Linked DNA regions of Cyprinus carpio: region 2 is linked to region 1. Evidence: chromatin contacts called from public Hi-C data. All regions are on one chromosome and are shown on one strand. Each heading gives the region's core, a stretch centred on a gene start, on an enhancer-like site or on the middle of the called end of the contact. The rest is flanking DNA. Distances are from core to core; before and after follow the strand shown.

What was found. A called contact is a pair of places that touch in the nucleus more often than the background predicts.
Region 2: a contact with region 1 is called in a Hi-C map of skeletal muscle, with 4 times the contacts expected there. The contact joins two enhancer-like sites. A contact is called at or near these places in 6 of 8 Hi-C or Micro-C datasets (liver and skeletal muscle).

The regions. Positions count from the first base shown.
Region 1 is chrA19:13,685,409-13,692,815 of ASM1834038v1, reverse strand. It overlaps the pseudogene LOC109112343. Among protein-coding and RNA genes, the nearest start is that of LOC109112341, 4.8 kb to the left of the region's middle. Within about 2 kb of position 3,670, at least 3 of the 8 cell types and tissues checked have an H3K27ac peak or open chromatin away from gene starts, as enhancers often do. A contact at or near this core is called in skeletal muscle, where this site is marked.
Region 2 is chrA19:13,722,759-13,730,165 of ASM1834038v1, reverse strand. The region is part of intron 8 of LOC109112341 (nuclear factor of activated T-cells, cytoplasmic 1-like); the gene reads right to left. Among protein-coding and RNA genes, the nearest start is that of LOC109066293, 18 kb to the left of the region's middle. Within about 2 kb of position 3,120, at least 1 of the 8 cell types and tissues checked has an H3K27ac peak or open chromatin away from gene starts, as enhancers often do. A contact at or near this core is called in skeletal muscle, where this site is marked.

The sequences.
Region 1 (7,407 bases), core at 2,421-4,920:
TTCGTGTAGAAAAAGTATTCTCGTCGCTTCATAATGTTACGGTTGAATCACTGATAGCAGATGGACTATTCTGACGATGCTTTTCATACTTTCCTGAGCCTTGACACTGTTATTTATTTGGCAGTCTATGGGACAGTCTCAAGCCTCCCGGATTTCATCCAAAATATCTTAAATTGTGTTCCGAAGATGAACGAAGCCTTTACAGGTTTGGAACAACATGGGGGTAAGTCATTAATGACAAAATTTTAATTTTGCGATGGAGTAACCCTTTAATAATTTCTGTTGTCCCATTAATAGACACAAATACCGTCTCTGTGAGACTCATCACGTAGCAGTGTGTTGATAGTGATTGAATAAACAGACTAACAGCTCCGGTCATTTTTTTTTATTTATTAATATATATATATATATATATATATATATATATATATATATATTTTTTTTTTTTTTTTTTTTTTTTTTTTAGGACATCACAGTGCAGGGAAATGGGATCTGAAAATCACAAGATGCTGTTGACAGACCGGGCAACTATGATTTCAGTTTTGACAACTTTCCAGTGGGGTGCGATTCGCTGCAACATCGGGAATCATCTACTTTCTTGAAGCCAAGAAATGTTGGCAAAAGTTAGCATTTAGTGCAGGATTCTCATACTGCAATACACAACATTATTTGTACTTACTATTGAAAACATGGATCTTAATTAGCACCTCATTGTAAATAGTGACATGTACTGTCATAAAAATAATAATGCATATTTGCATTTTTTTTTAGTATTACTGTGTGAAAGGTTTCGAAAGATTCACATGCAATTCACCCTTCCCATGCCACTTACCCTAAACCTTGCATAATCTTAATGCAAGTACGTCAGACCCAAAAATAAGTCCCAAATAAGACCCAAAACATAGAACAATAGATAGATAAGTTTTTTTAAATTTCTGCACAAAGAATTACATCTGCACATATAGTATCATGGTTTCTTAGTGCACAAAGGTTTACACAAAGGTTACACAAAATTGCATACAGTTTCCCTAAATGAATGGCTTTTTTATGTAGCTGAGTTTTTTGCAAGCTCTCTAATGACATGGACATGTTTTGAAGTAGCTGTGCAGTGTTTGCTTCAACTAAGAATTCATCCAGGTCGAGTAACAAAAGAGAGCCAAATAGCCTTCACCCCACATGCACAGGATGATATACAATTGCATCAGGAATTAGTGCATTTATGAAACACTAGCTGTTTCTTTCATCATGGGAACATGGTAATTGTACCATTACCCTCTCTTACAGTCCTCTCTCTCCTGCTGTTGTGTGGGTCAAATGTATTTGTTTGACCTCATGGAAAGCTCTCACCCACTGGTTAGGGGCCCTAAGTGGGCTTGAGGGGATGTGGGCAGGGCTTCCCTGTCCTCCTCAGCAATGCGAAAGCGAGCTGCGTGCCGCAGTAAACACAGCTTCCAGGCTGAAGGTAATAAATAGCACTAACTGTGCTGATTGACGTGCGCCTAGTTCTACGTCAGTTGGCCTGTAGTTTTTCCACTCTGTCTGCCCGTTGTTGAGGGCAGGGGTTTTTAGGCACCAGCCGGACAGTTCCGGATATTTTGTTCATCTCAGCTTTAGAGTACAGTATATGCCAAAAAGCTGGTATTTCGTACTCCCTACAAAGATCTTTTGTTGTCTAAACTAGATTTAGATCTAAACCAACATCAGCGATGACTGTATAATTCCTCTTATTACATGGTTGCTGACCAAATAAACATGGACATAATGGTTTAAAATGTTAAATTAATTTAAAATGTTACACTGGAAAAAAGGTGTGGGATTTAATTTAAAACAGCTTTCACTCAGAAATTGCTAGTAACTTTAACAAATAATTACAAAGAAATGTCAAGTAACACTTGCTAACACTTTGAATTAAACATGACTTATTGAAGTAGAAAGACTGAAAAAGTATTTTCTAGGAAAACATTATTGTCTGCAAAGAAGCAATATTTATTCAAACACTGCAATAAAATCACAGTATATAATTAATTTTGAAGTCCTCTGAAGTCATATGGATGCATGCCTTCTGTTGAAACATGGGAATTCAGGGTGACCTTAACAGTCCTCAGCTGAGTGTACATAGGCTGCATGTCTATTATTTTGGTGCATGGGATCAAATGAGTGCACTCGATAATGTCCACTATGGTTTCGGACACCACTACAAATGGTTGCGCCATCAAATAGTGCACTACATAAAGATATAGAGGATGATTTTGGACACAGCCATAAGTCAAGATGCCTCCAATTGTGTCCATATGTGTCCGTCTTTAAAATCGTCTGGAAGCGGTGGGGTTTGTGCTATTGGATTGGGGACAAAAATCACCAGTGGTTAATATCAAACCACTGGATGGCAAGATTGACCAATCAGAAAGGAGTATTCCAGAACTTTGTGTAATAATTCATTAGACGCCCCCGAAGGCAGGTCAGCCAGTTTACACACACTGCAACACTGGGACATGAAATTTAGTCATAATTTTCTCATTTATATTCCAAAGACACCTTAATAACGGTTATGAACAGGAGTAGCAGTGGCTTTACGACTTCAAGAACTACTAAACACTAATGATAATGATAATACAATGAGTGCTAATGCAGTTAGCATGGCTCGTGTGTCAGCATGATGCACTGCTGAGTTTGCTTTATAAGGTTTTCGAGAATATACAGATGACAAATTATGTTTCCAAACAGGATGCATGGGCGGCAATGTGCTATTATATGTATCAATGCATGGCATGCCATAGACAGCAAAGACATGTGGGACTATGTAACGTGAGTTCATAACTAATGCCACAGATGTTGAATCGTCTGTCTCGGAGATGTTTAAAAAAGGCTGCACACTCATAACAACGGCATGAATCATAATATGCATGTGCATCACTAATGATGTGTCAGCATTTAAAAGTTGTTAAAATAAACTAAAACCACATTCAACCCCCATGTGCACCCAAATGTTCCTCTGTCTATGTGTGATTGGTCCAGAAAGGGGGAGTCATTGATGTCATAGGTCTACTCACCTCTTCTTACAAGTCAATAATGTTCCGTCTGGCTGGCAGGTCTCATCATCATATTTGTGGGTGACAATACTGGGAATGACTGATTTAATGGTGGTCTTCTGGAAAGACCTCAAGGTTCCAGTTTTTTCCTCTTTTCCTAAATAGATAAAACAGATAAAACCCAGTTTGAATGCAGAAGTTGAACTTCAGATGACTAGGGCTCCATGAGCAACTGAAAATATGTATGGGTTAAATGTGACCATGCTAGGCAGGTTAAAAATACATGGTGAAGATAATGTAGTACACGAAAAGCATGCTTTTTTAACTTTATTTTTTTTAAAGTCACAACGGGATTGCAATCAAATGTGTTATTTTAGTCTTTTTACGATGTGCCTTATGAGTCCATGTCATAAAGTCCAGACCACATTTAAAAGTAAGCTGATGAACATATAAAGTGCTTAAAGTAGAAACAGCAACAGCAATTTGAGGTGGTATTTACATGACATGGCCTTGGTTATAGACCTGCCCTCTGCTGTACCTTGGGGCTTCCTGTCTCCACTGAATGCTCCCTTTGACTCTGTGCAGTGACGGAATCCCCAAGTCTGTTTCCTGTTGTGTAAGGATGTTGCCAGGCAACTGTGGCTGTGTTCCAGAGGGGAGGGATTTCATGTGCTCCCACAGGCAGACTGAGCAAACACAGACCCTCTGCCCAGAGCTCCACTGTCGGGCCCAGACGCAACAGTGACTAACCTGTCCACAATACCGTGAGTTGAGCAACAAACAGCAGGAAAGTCATTCCAATCGATTTTTAAGATAGTGGAATTGAGCAAAGGCTGCCCCTGAGAATAAATTACCCAATTTTCTTGTGGTTCAATAAAACTGGGCAAAAAGAATTAACCAATCAATCCAATTCTTTTAAACACATAATAGCACCTTTCTTACCGGAGAAGAATTATGAAACATTTTAACAGATCAAAACACAAGATTTAATAACAAGATTTAAGAATTTTTTTCGCATTATTTCCTGTATATCAAATAATTGTATAATAATAAATTTTCAGGGGAATCTTTAGCTCAATAACAGACAGAAAGAATGACAAATAGTCTGGATGGAGGGATGGAACGACAGACTGATAGATAACCACAGAATGGTAAAACAACATATAGACAGAAAGAACAACAAACCGATAGACAGATAGAATGGTAGAATGAAAGACAAAACAATAGAACGGTAGAACAAAAGAACGATAGATTGATAGATAGAACGATAGATAGAATGACAGAACGGATAGATTGATAGACAGACAGATAGAAAATAAATATAAAAATAATATATATATAATATTAATAATATAATAAATAATATTAATAATAATATAGAGCGATAGATAGAATGATAGATAGAGCGATAGAAAATAATATAAATAAAATAAAATATATATTATTGTATTATTATAATATATATATATATATATATATATATATATATATATATATATATATATATATATATATATATATATATATATATATATATATAAATAAATCGATCGATCGATAGATAGAACACAAACACCCTTTTAAGGATGTAAATAAATAAATAACCAAAATAAAACTAAATGTGAAGGTTATATTGATGGACAGACTGTGGACATTTAAACTGTTGAAATAATTGCCGACAAACACAGCTGAAGATTTTCATTGATGGTAAGAAAGTGCTTAGCTAAAGGAGTATCCCGAATCAGTGTCCACCTACAGGAAACACAATGCTTTGAAAAAACAGATACACTTGAGACAGTAGCAAAACAGAATGACGCGTGTTGTGCCCCACATGTGGCTGATAAAACATCACAACTGCCCCACCACCTCTGCGGAAATGTCCAGTGCACAAACAAATCAAAGGGTGGAGACGCCATGTAGGCACGTGCAACGGATTTGAGTCATTTTAAGCAAAAGCTGGCACAGCAAAATTGAGTTTTGATGTATAAGTGAGGAAAGGTAGATGGAGATATACAGAGAAGGGAAAGGGAGGAAGAGAAAAAGATAGATAAGATGAAAGAGAAAGCTTCCTGGCATGTTAATGCCAGTGGACCATCACATCTAGCATGGGGTCGCTGTAAACCACAAGTTTCCTGCTTTGTAGAGTGTGTGTGGGTGAGTTTGGGTGGAGGGCTTGATAACACATTGTCTCAGTTAGTACAATACACACTACCAGTCAAAGGTTTGGACACAACTGTTCGTTCTTTATTACGGTTTTACACATTTTATAATAATGGTAAAATCATCAAACAACGAAATAAAACAAATGAAATAATGTGTATATTACACACACTACAGGTCAAAAGTTTGGGGTCAGTACTTTCTTTTTATTTATTTATTTATTTTTGCAAAGATGCATTCAATTGTTCATAAGTTATTTATACGTTATTTAAAAAGTTATTTAATAGTTGTATTTTTAAAAAATGCTGTTCTTTTGAACCTTCTATTTATCAAATCTTTAAAAATGTTGTTTCCCCAAAAACATTAAACAGCACTGGTTTCAACATTTATAATAATAATAAGAAATATTTCTGTGTCTAAAATCAATAAAGATATGTATTGGTTTAACCATGGTCTCAACTCTGAAAGCCTCATATTGAACAGCAATCTTGCCAGCACATGTAGTTACCATGTGGGCCCAACTTTAGGCTTCTGTGATAGTAAAAACTGTGTAAATGCCGCCCTCTAGTGGTTAGAAGCAATGCATACAAATAACTGCCAGGTAAATTAAACCGTGCTGTACTAAAAATATTTAAGAGACTCACTCAAACTGCGCCCTCTCATGGATGTTTGTCAAAGCTTCTCATGTCCTTTACACATTAAAACGGCACTTTCCATTATTAGGGTAAACATGTAGCCTTGAACTTAAAAATATTAAGTAATGTTTGTTATTTGCAACAGGATCAGTGTTTAAGAACATATTCTGTACTCACCTTTTACTCAAATTCTATATGAAGCATTTTTTACAACCATATGTATTCAACATTCATTAATTAGCAATTTAATTATGAATTCAATTATAACAAAGGCATAAATAAATGCATACCTAAACAAATGCATACATACATAAATTGATAAACTCAGATTTCCCATAAATTAGAGAAAAAAAATGTTTAACAGTTCTTACAGTGACTTTAGAAAAAAGATCAAATAAATATTTCATACTGTTAATTTTTATGCTAGATATCTACTGCTGAAACCATCGTGCTGATGACATTGAGAGTACACTCAGAAGCAGTAACAACACCATAGAAACATCACATTATTTGATCATGTATCAGTCAATAAAAAATGTCAGAAACAGCAAAATACTCAAACAAATATTAAATAAGCTATTATTGTCAGGCCTGTCACAGGGTTAGTTTAAGGTTTATATACAGTAAAAAAAAAATCAGTGGATTTCCTGAGTACAACTCAACATCTACAAAGCAGAACAGAAATCCACCATTACACACAGCAAGAAAGGAACAGTGCATGTACGTGGCATCGTCTCATTCAGTATTGTAAACACACACACACACACACACACTCTTACACACTCAGTATAGAAAATAAAGTGAATGATAAAACTCATTCCTCATTCCAGCTGACTTGGTCTATAAATATAAGGCAAGATGATCTTACACATTACTGAGCCAACTTCACACCGTCAGCACAGTCATCAAGGGACAAAACTAGTGCAGTATTTCCTGTGAATGTCCTCAAAAAATTGTAAAACTTCAAAATAACTTGATTGTGAGGCATCATTGTCTGTAAAAACACAACTGCTGATACGCAAAGTGCAACAGGTTGATTTAAGAAAAGCAAAAATGACAGTGTATCTGTAAGCAACTAGAACATCCAAATACTTTTTGTTTGCATTTTTTCACGATCTTAAAAAAGTCTTTCATTTATAACACCGATCCAACAAAAATACCACATTCATGTCTTGTTTCGATGTCATGGTGTTACAATACGTAATAAAAGTCAATGAAGACAAGCATCAATCAAGTTTGATTTGTCAAATATCACAAAAAGTCTAATGTCAAGGTTATGCAATGTCTTTTAGGATGTCAGGTTGAGAAGACCGTTGCTCCCAGAACAAAGAGTTCCCGCTGTAAGAAAACAAGCTGTGCTGTGGTTTACATTTACACAGTTTTGCAGCAGGATCATATGGCAAGGGCAGCCACAGCATTCCGAATTCTACTTCAGTATACAGTCATGCAATCAGAGCCACAGGTATTTATCAAGCCCCGCCCACCCAGATCTCATTTATAAACTTAATAATACAGAATGTGCTAAAATAAGAAGGAAATGTGTTAATAGGTGTGATAATACTAATGATGAAAGGTTCATTGTA
Region 2 (7,407 bases), core at 1,871-4,370, 38 kb before region 1:
CTTGCTGTGACGACGAAGCATCTACTAAGACTTTCAGCATTCACCACATGTTCAGATTGCACCAGATTCAGCCCAACTCTACTATATCTCTTACTATGTTCACAGCTCCTTTGAGGTTTCTCCTTACACTGATCTGATCATCCAAATACATTTGAACTGTGTGCCTCATTGGCGTGAATAACAGTACACACAAATTTCTTGTGAACTCAAGCTTAAGGGAGCATACCACAAAGAAAGAGTACAAAGACAAACGTGAACATATCCAAAAGCAATCAAGATATTTGTGTTGAGCGGAGAGACTCTAGTAGGGACGAGCCAAGATGACAACTTACATTTGAAGAGGTTTCATTTTGTTCAGAGTGCTCATGGTAAATAAAGAGGGCCTCGGTAGGTGTTGACACATGCACTAACATTTTGAAAAGACCAAGGAAACTTTGATTGTTTTCAAGTCTCTGTTGGCCAACAATTTTGGTTTGGGGTTTTGGCTAAGGATAGCAGCTAGTGACTCATGTACTGCAATGCTGCTTTTGTAGACTGTTGGCTTGAAAAGAAAACTGTTGGCAGTTGCCATAGGATACATCTCAATTTGCTGCCACATTTCGAATGAGGATTCTAATGAAAGGATTCAACAAGTGATAAGTGACTGGATACACAATAATAAAGGTGAAATATGAGACACTGCTTTAGGATTCATATCAAACTTACAAGCGTTTTTGACTTCAGCCTGGTGCTGTTTGAGTTGGCAAAAAATAGTCAAGACTTACCCTTCATAACCTGATAAACTTAGCATGACTCAAGAGGTATTTCAGCACGTGATAAATGATTCAGAGTAAAGATGATGCATGGACAGAGTTTATAGTGTTCATAAATCAATGCATTAGCCAGTTAAGTTTTATTAGCCCTCTGCTTGGAAAAAAATATCTGGATGTTAGATGCCATTTTCAATTCAATAACACATTCAAAATGCTAGACCATTTAGCACATTAAAAACAGTAGACTATTTTTAAAACAGCATCTTCAACAATTGAGCATGGTGCTAGCAAAGCCAATTCCCAGGGATTGCAAAATCCATTTTTGTTCAAGGAAATATAGTTGAAATAGAATAAATAAAAATATTAGATAAAAAAGCTTAAAACTGCATGAAAATTAGAAATGTTGAAATAAGTGTAAGTTGAAGTACTAAAATTAGTAACTGGACATAAAAAAAAAAAAAAACTGAACTAAAACTTTTACTGAAATAAAAATAAATGAATCCTAAATAGTAATATAAAAAACACAAAAGATAATAGCATATAACAAAATTATTAAAAATATAACTAAAATTAAAATGAAGACAAAGTATAAAAAAGCTTATAAAAATTTAATTCTAAAAGTATGTAAATAATGCTGAAATAACACTAGAACTGGTTAAATGTATACAGTATCTTCCACTTGAATGCAAAGTAAGTAATAGTATAGAAGTGTTTGCCAAGTTCATAAAGGTAAATGTCTGAACATTTAAAACCAAACAATTCTGTTCAGACCCGCTTAAGAAAGCATGGCATGACCCATCCGGAGTCAATCGGATGTTCCATTCCATTCAGTGATTCCAACATTTAAATAAAAAGTTCAGAATTCATATTTTTCAGACTAAATTAAGAAGTCCTTCAATTAGTTCAGAAACAATTTTTTTTGTGTGTATACTATTTATTTTGACAAATGCACCTCTTGAACTTTGATATAAAGATCTCGTATCTCTGGAATTGCTGTTATGACTCTGACTGGGAAGTGAATATGTGGATGTGAGGTAATCCAAGAACCTGCTTCCTGCTGGACCAGGATAAGCGGCAGCTGGATCCGTGTGATAGAGCCTGGAGACCTGGCCCGTGCTCTACCTTCAGGAAACAATGGGGGAACAAGGAACTACCAAACAATTATCCCACCAATGCTGTTAGCCTCATTAAGGGGTCCGCAAGCGGCAACACTCCCAGAAGTCCTAACTGTTCAGCAGAAAGAAAAGAAAAACAGACCCCGGGTCAGGATCACAATCACACTGGGATTTTTCATCTACGCAATGACTGGCAACATAATTGACTCACAAGGGTATATCTTCCTCAAAAACTATGTTAGCTTGACCAAGTACCAGACCACAAGATGTTTTTGGCCTTTGCTACAATACAAGCAAAATTACGATAGTGTTAGTCATCGACTTGGAGGTGTCTACCAATGTCTAGCCAATCTTGTCTCCTCAAACACTTATGTAAGCACCCACCAAATGAGATTATTTAAAGGGATATTAAGTTCACCCAAAAATTCTGTCATCATTTAAAAAAAAATCTCTGTTTTATTTTGGTCCATATATTTAAAGTCAGTTGGGTCCAATATTGTTTCAGACCCCACTGACTGTCATTGAATTGGCAAAAACTGCTAAAAAACTTAAAATGTCTTGGAACAACATGCAAAATACTTTAATATTTCATAAACAGGACTAAAGTTTACAGTGCTTTTTAGTTTTGAAAAACATTTCCACTATTTATAGTCATAAATGAACAGTGTATTGGCTAAACAAGACAATTATTCTAAACTCACCACGTTGCATAAATATATTTCACAAGTCGTCACTGTACTTGCTCAATGCTCTAAAAACAGTCAAACTGCTCACCACTCCTACATGCATTTCTTAACAGCCCCACAGGCTAAATTGGAAAGTTTGTTGTGGTTTCTTATGGGGAACCCAGCTCTTGGGTCACGTGGTGTGGAGCGGTTCCCGTAGTGACCCCCTCCTTTACTGCAGGATCTACTGCTTTGGCTCGGGTCGAGCTGGATCACTCTTTCTGGCAGAGCTCAAGCCACAGGCTTGGGTCGGCAGCGGCCAAGTCAGTGTGCTTTATTGCAGTGAGGCCCCTCAAAGCTTACGGCTGGTGAAGGCCAGGAGCCAGGCTCGCAGCCAGCTTTTGTAAGAGTTTCCATGAGTAAAAGGGTTTGTAACCCCTCCTCAAGGAGCAAAGGAAAACAACAGAAGGAGCTTATCAGAGGAAACAGTGAGCAGTAAATTAAGACTGAAGGACTGGTTAAGCGGTTGGTTGTGAAGTTTGAAAGTACCTTCATGACACCCGACAGCTTATTCAAGTATATAATAAGAAGTAAGAACATCTTCAATGATAATAAGACAGCTAAAGCATCAGAAAAACGCAATACTAGACAGACCGACAGCTGTGCATGATGGACGACGGTTTTGTGCCAGTAGAAAAGTGCCTCTGTTTCAAATCAAATTAATGAGAGTGGTTGACAAGCTCAGCGAATGCCACACCTGACAGAGTCCATTACAGATACAATCTAGAAGAAATGCAATCCGAATGTATAATGACACGGGAAGCCATGTTAGCGCTTGGTAAAATGTGTTATATTTTGCCAGGGGAGAAATGACAGGTAATAATTTTGACAAGCGAACCCATAAAAAATCCCGCTCTCACTCCATGCATAACTACTTGTCCATGTTTCCGCTTAGTTTGAGCGGTATGGACTATATTTCAACTGCTCAAACGAATGAAGACTTAAGCCTCATCTGGAACTTAAGGAAACCACTATGGCATCTGTAATCCGCTATCTGACATCTACTTTAAACTCCAAGAAGAGATCTTAGATCACTAGCAAGACAATTTGTCTCACTAAATTAGAATATAAGAGTTTTATGTACTCAAAAGTGCTCTTAGGGCTGAAGGAAGGTAGACACTCAAAGGTTTAAAAAAATGCTGATGGCCCATCACATGTTCAATAGTGTTGAAAAGCTGCAGGTTGAATGGTGTCCAGACTATTTGTATATTTCCATGATACAAACTTAATGACATTGCTGAAAAGTGACCTCCTGTTGGACTTGAAACACCATGTGATGTTTTAGCAGATCTTTTCATTACCAATAATGTTTGGGCCTCTGCGAATACACTAGAGAGCCATTAGTCTCAGTATCAGTACACCCACAAACCAGCCAGAGACTGCCTGATGCATATTATAGGCAAAACTAGACAGTACTTTCTCAATTTGGCAAGTTCTAATCTGACTGGCTGACTTAACATCCCAGAGTCAGGGCACTTTGTTTTAATCAGTAGGCCTGGGGATAAAAGTTGTGTTTACAAGGAAAAAATATTCACAAGGATTTGCCAAAGTTCGCCAGGCTAAATGAGAATGCAAAGGGTGCTACTTATGTATGGTGTTGGACTTTCGACTTACTGGTGCAGTTTGGATGAGGGATATTCAATTTAATAAAGAAAAAGTGGTCCAAGGCACTCAGAGTAGTCACAGCTATAGAGATACAAATTCATAAAAATAAATATTTTTTATGTCTATATAGCCTATTAAAATAGAAGATAGTTTGAATTGTTATTATATATTTCACAGTTTTACTGTTTTTACTGTATTTTTGATTGAATACATGCAGTTTAGGTAAGCATAAGCAACTTCTTTTAAAAACATTTAAACAACTTGCCAAGCATTTGTTCTCTATATTTGTTTGAATTGTCTGATGTGGATAATCCTGTCCTGAATGAAAATTGACAAACTGTGATTGGTTGCATTATGTCATTCAAACATTCTCTTTTTGTCGGTGGTTCTGGAGATCTGTCTACAACTACAAAACCATTATCTATTAGCTTTTTTGATTTCATTGTCAGATTTAATATTAAAATTCTTCCATCTGTTGAACGTTTCTTCCACAGATGCTTAAAATTTAACACAAAAGTTGAAGGGAAACCGATGAAGTCATTCATTAACTTTCCAGTTAATTTAACTTGCGTTCTCGATATATTAAACATCATGGAACAGTGCCGCTGTCGTTGTGGCGGTACGGTTAGCACTGCGTTGGATCTTAATTTTGTGAGGGAGCACTCAAGCAAAAACATCAAGCAATTAGAAACATCTGTTGGGCATTACATCACCAGACTACGATGCACACGGTCACTAAATTTTGCTGGAATATTGTGCTGTCACTTACCATCATCTAGGTACATTTGATCCAGTTCCTGTGGTTCCTGCTTGATGTTGACAGCCAGCATGGTGGGGGTATCTCCCTCTTCCTGTAGGAGGGGGGGGGACCCGCTCCTCACCGGTCCTTTGGTTATCTGAGCTGCTAACGCAGAGGCCTCGCTTGTGGTCTGTGATTGGGTCAGGCTGTGGCTGGGAGTGAAAGGGAGTTCTGGTGCGGAGTTTGGGGTGGAAGGATGGGACCCTGGAGAGGATGCAGGGCTTCCTGTTGGGTAGAGGATGGACTGCGGATAGCGTCCGGGTGTGGGCTGGATGGTGGAGACATGTGGGACCGTTGGAGACTGGGGGCCTAGATTCGATCCCGCTGATAGGCACTTAGTGGAGAGGTGAGGTGGGGAAAGATCCTGTAGTTTGGGGCTGGTGCTGGGGGAGGACGAGCAGGACAGGGAGGTGGGGTTTGCCGCCAGTCTCTGAGGGCTTGATGTGAATGAGCCCGTGACACAAGGCCTTAGTTCTGAGGGCATCATGGGGGTCATAGCCGGGGGGCTGTAGTAGGGCTTCGAATGCAGCACCAACCCGGAAGGATGGAGTGGTGCACAAACCTGGGGGAGGTCGTAGTCATCGTGCGGCTCTGTTTTAATGGTTGGAACTGGGGAGGCGAAGGGGAAAAGAGCGGAAAGAGATAGATCAGATGAAGAAAACGGGGGAAAGGAGAAAAACGAATAAACACACGTTCCGGGTTCATGTGACTTTATGCGAGCTAGCACGAGAGAGTGGGTTTGTGGCTAGGATACCCACAGCGAAACAAACATTCTCATCAATGAGACTATGTGTCTGAGGCTACGCGCTCCCGCCCAACTGAAAATATTTAAAGAAAGAGGGAAAAAAAGGGATGAGTCATCACCACAAGAGCCTTCCAGCTGCTTTCAAAAATAAAGGGCCTATTTTTTTTGGATCTGCCCCCAGTGCTAATACCATATAAGCATGCATTATGAAATGTTTTACTGCTACAGTAGCTTCACATCCATAGCTCTACCAAAAAAAAAAAAAAAAAAAAAAAAAAAAAATGGAGCCAAATTGCAACTGGGCTAAGAATTGGACTGAGACTGGATTAAAAACAGATCAGCAGATCGTACATATTCAGTGTATTGAGTTCAAACTAGCAGTAAGGCTGGCCATTTTTGACATGCACAGTAGCAAAAGAGACTTTGTGACTTATTATAAATTATATTACTGTGGCTTTTAGTTCATGCCTTTAGTTGTAAGGTCATATATAGGATATAATCTAGCATATACAAAAGTAATTTTTAGCAGATAAATATTTTCTTGGAAAAGAAGAGAAAGATTAAACCCAATATTTACAACAAATTTTTGTCTAATCAGATGCTCAAGAATTAGAATTTCGCTCCAATTAATACCATCTGCAACTGACTAGCAAATAGCAAATCATGTATGTGACTCTCTCTCTCTCTCTCTATATATATATGTGTGTGTGTGTATATATATATATATATATATATATATATATATACATATATATATATATATATATATATATATATATATATATATATATATATATATATATATATATATATATATATATATATATATATATATATATATATATATATATATATAAACTTCCTGTTTCTACAGAAAATAAAACTTGTTTAAGCAATTTCAAAAGGTCATTAATGTATTTATGTTTTCAACATTGATTTTTTTAATGCATTAAAATGACTGATAATGGCATGACTACTTGTCTACAACTAAAAACTACCTCAATGTTGTTTCCTGGTGTATGTGATTCTGGTGAACAGATGTTGAGATACTGGGGAGAATTCATCTGTTGTTGACAAACTCTTCATCCTCATGACATTACATTTTTCACCTTATAACTTCTGGCTGCATTTCCCAACATACTGTCAGCAGCAGTTTATTTTTCTTCAGCGATGAGACATCCCTCACACCAACATGCCTCCACAGAAGCCCTACAGTTTTATTTTGCATTCTGTCAACAATACAGAGAAAAATGGGAACTCTCTTTGCCGCCCAGACAAGTTTAAAATAGAGCCTAGACACCTATTTTAAGCCCAGAAGGGGGAAATGAGGCTTCTAGCACATGACTATAGAGGCAGGCAGATATCTGTCACTCCGTCTCATGTTTAACTTTAAAAGCCAGATGATTCAGATTTTTAACACTTTACTTCCAGGTGCATTTAAATAATAATAATAATTATTATTATTATTATTATTTTAGGGGTCCTTGGCCACAACCCGAAGACTGCCCTAAAAAGATAATGTTTAGATAAATGTTTCATTATTCCACCCACATTATAATAAAATATGCTGGACAGATACACTGCATCATCTTTATAGTGTCCAGTCTAAAAAAAGACAGTACTACAGTTGCAGTGCCCACACTTCAGGAGACAGGGTTGGGACAAG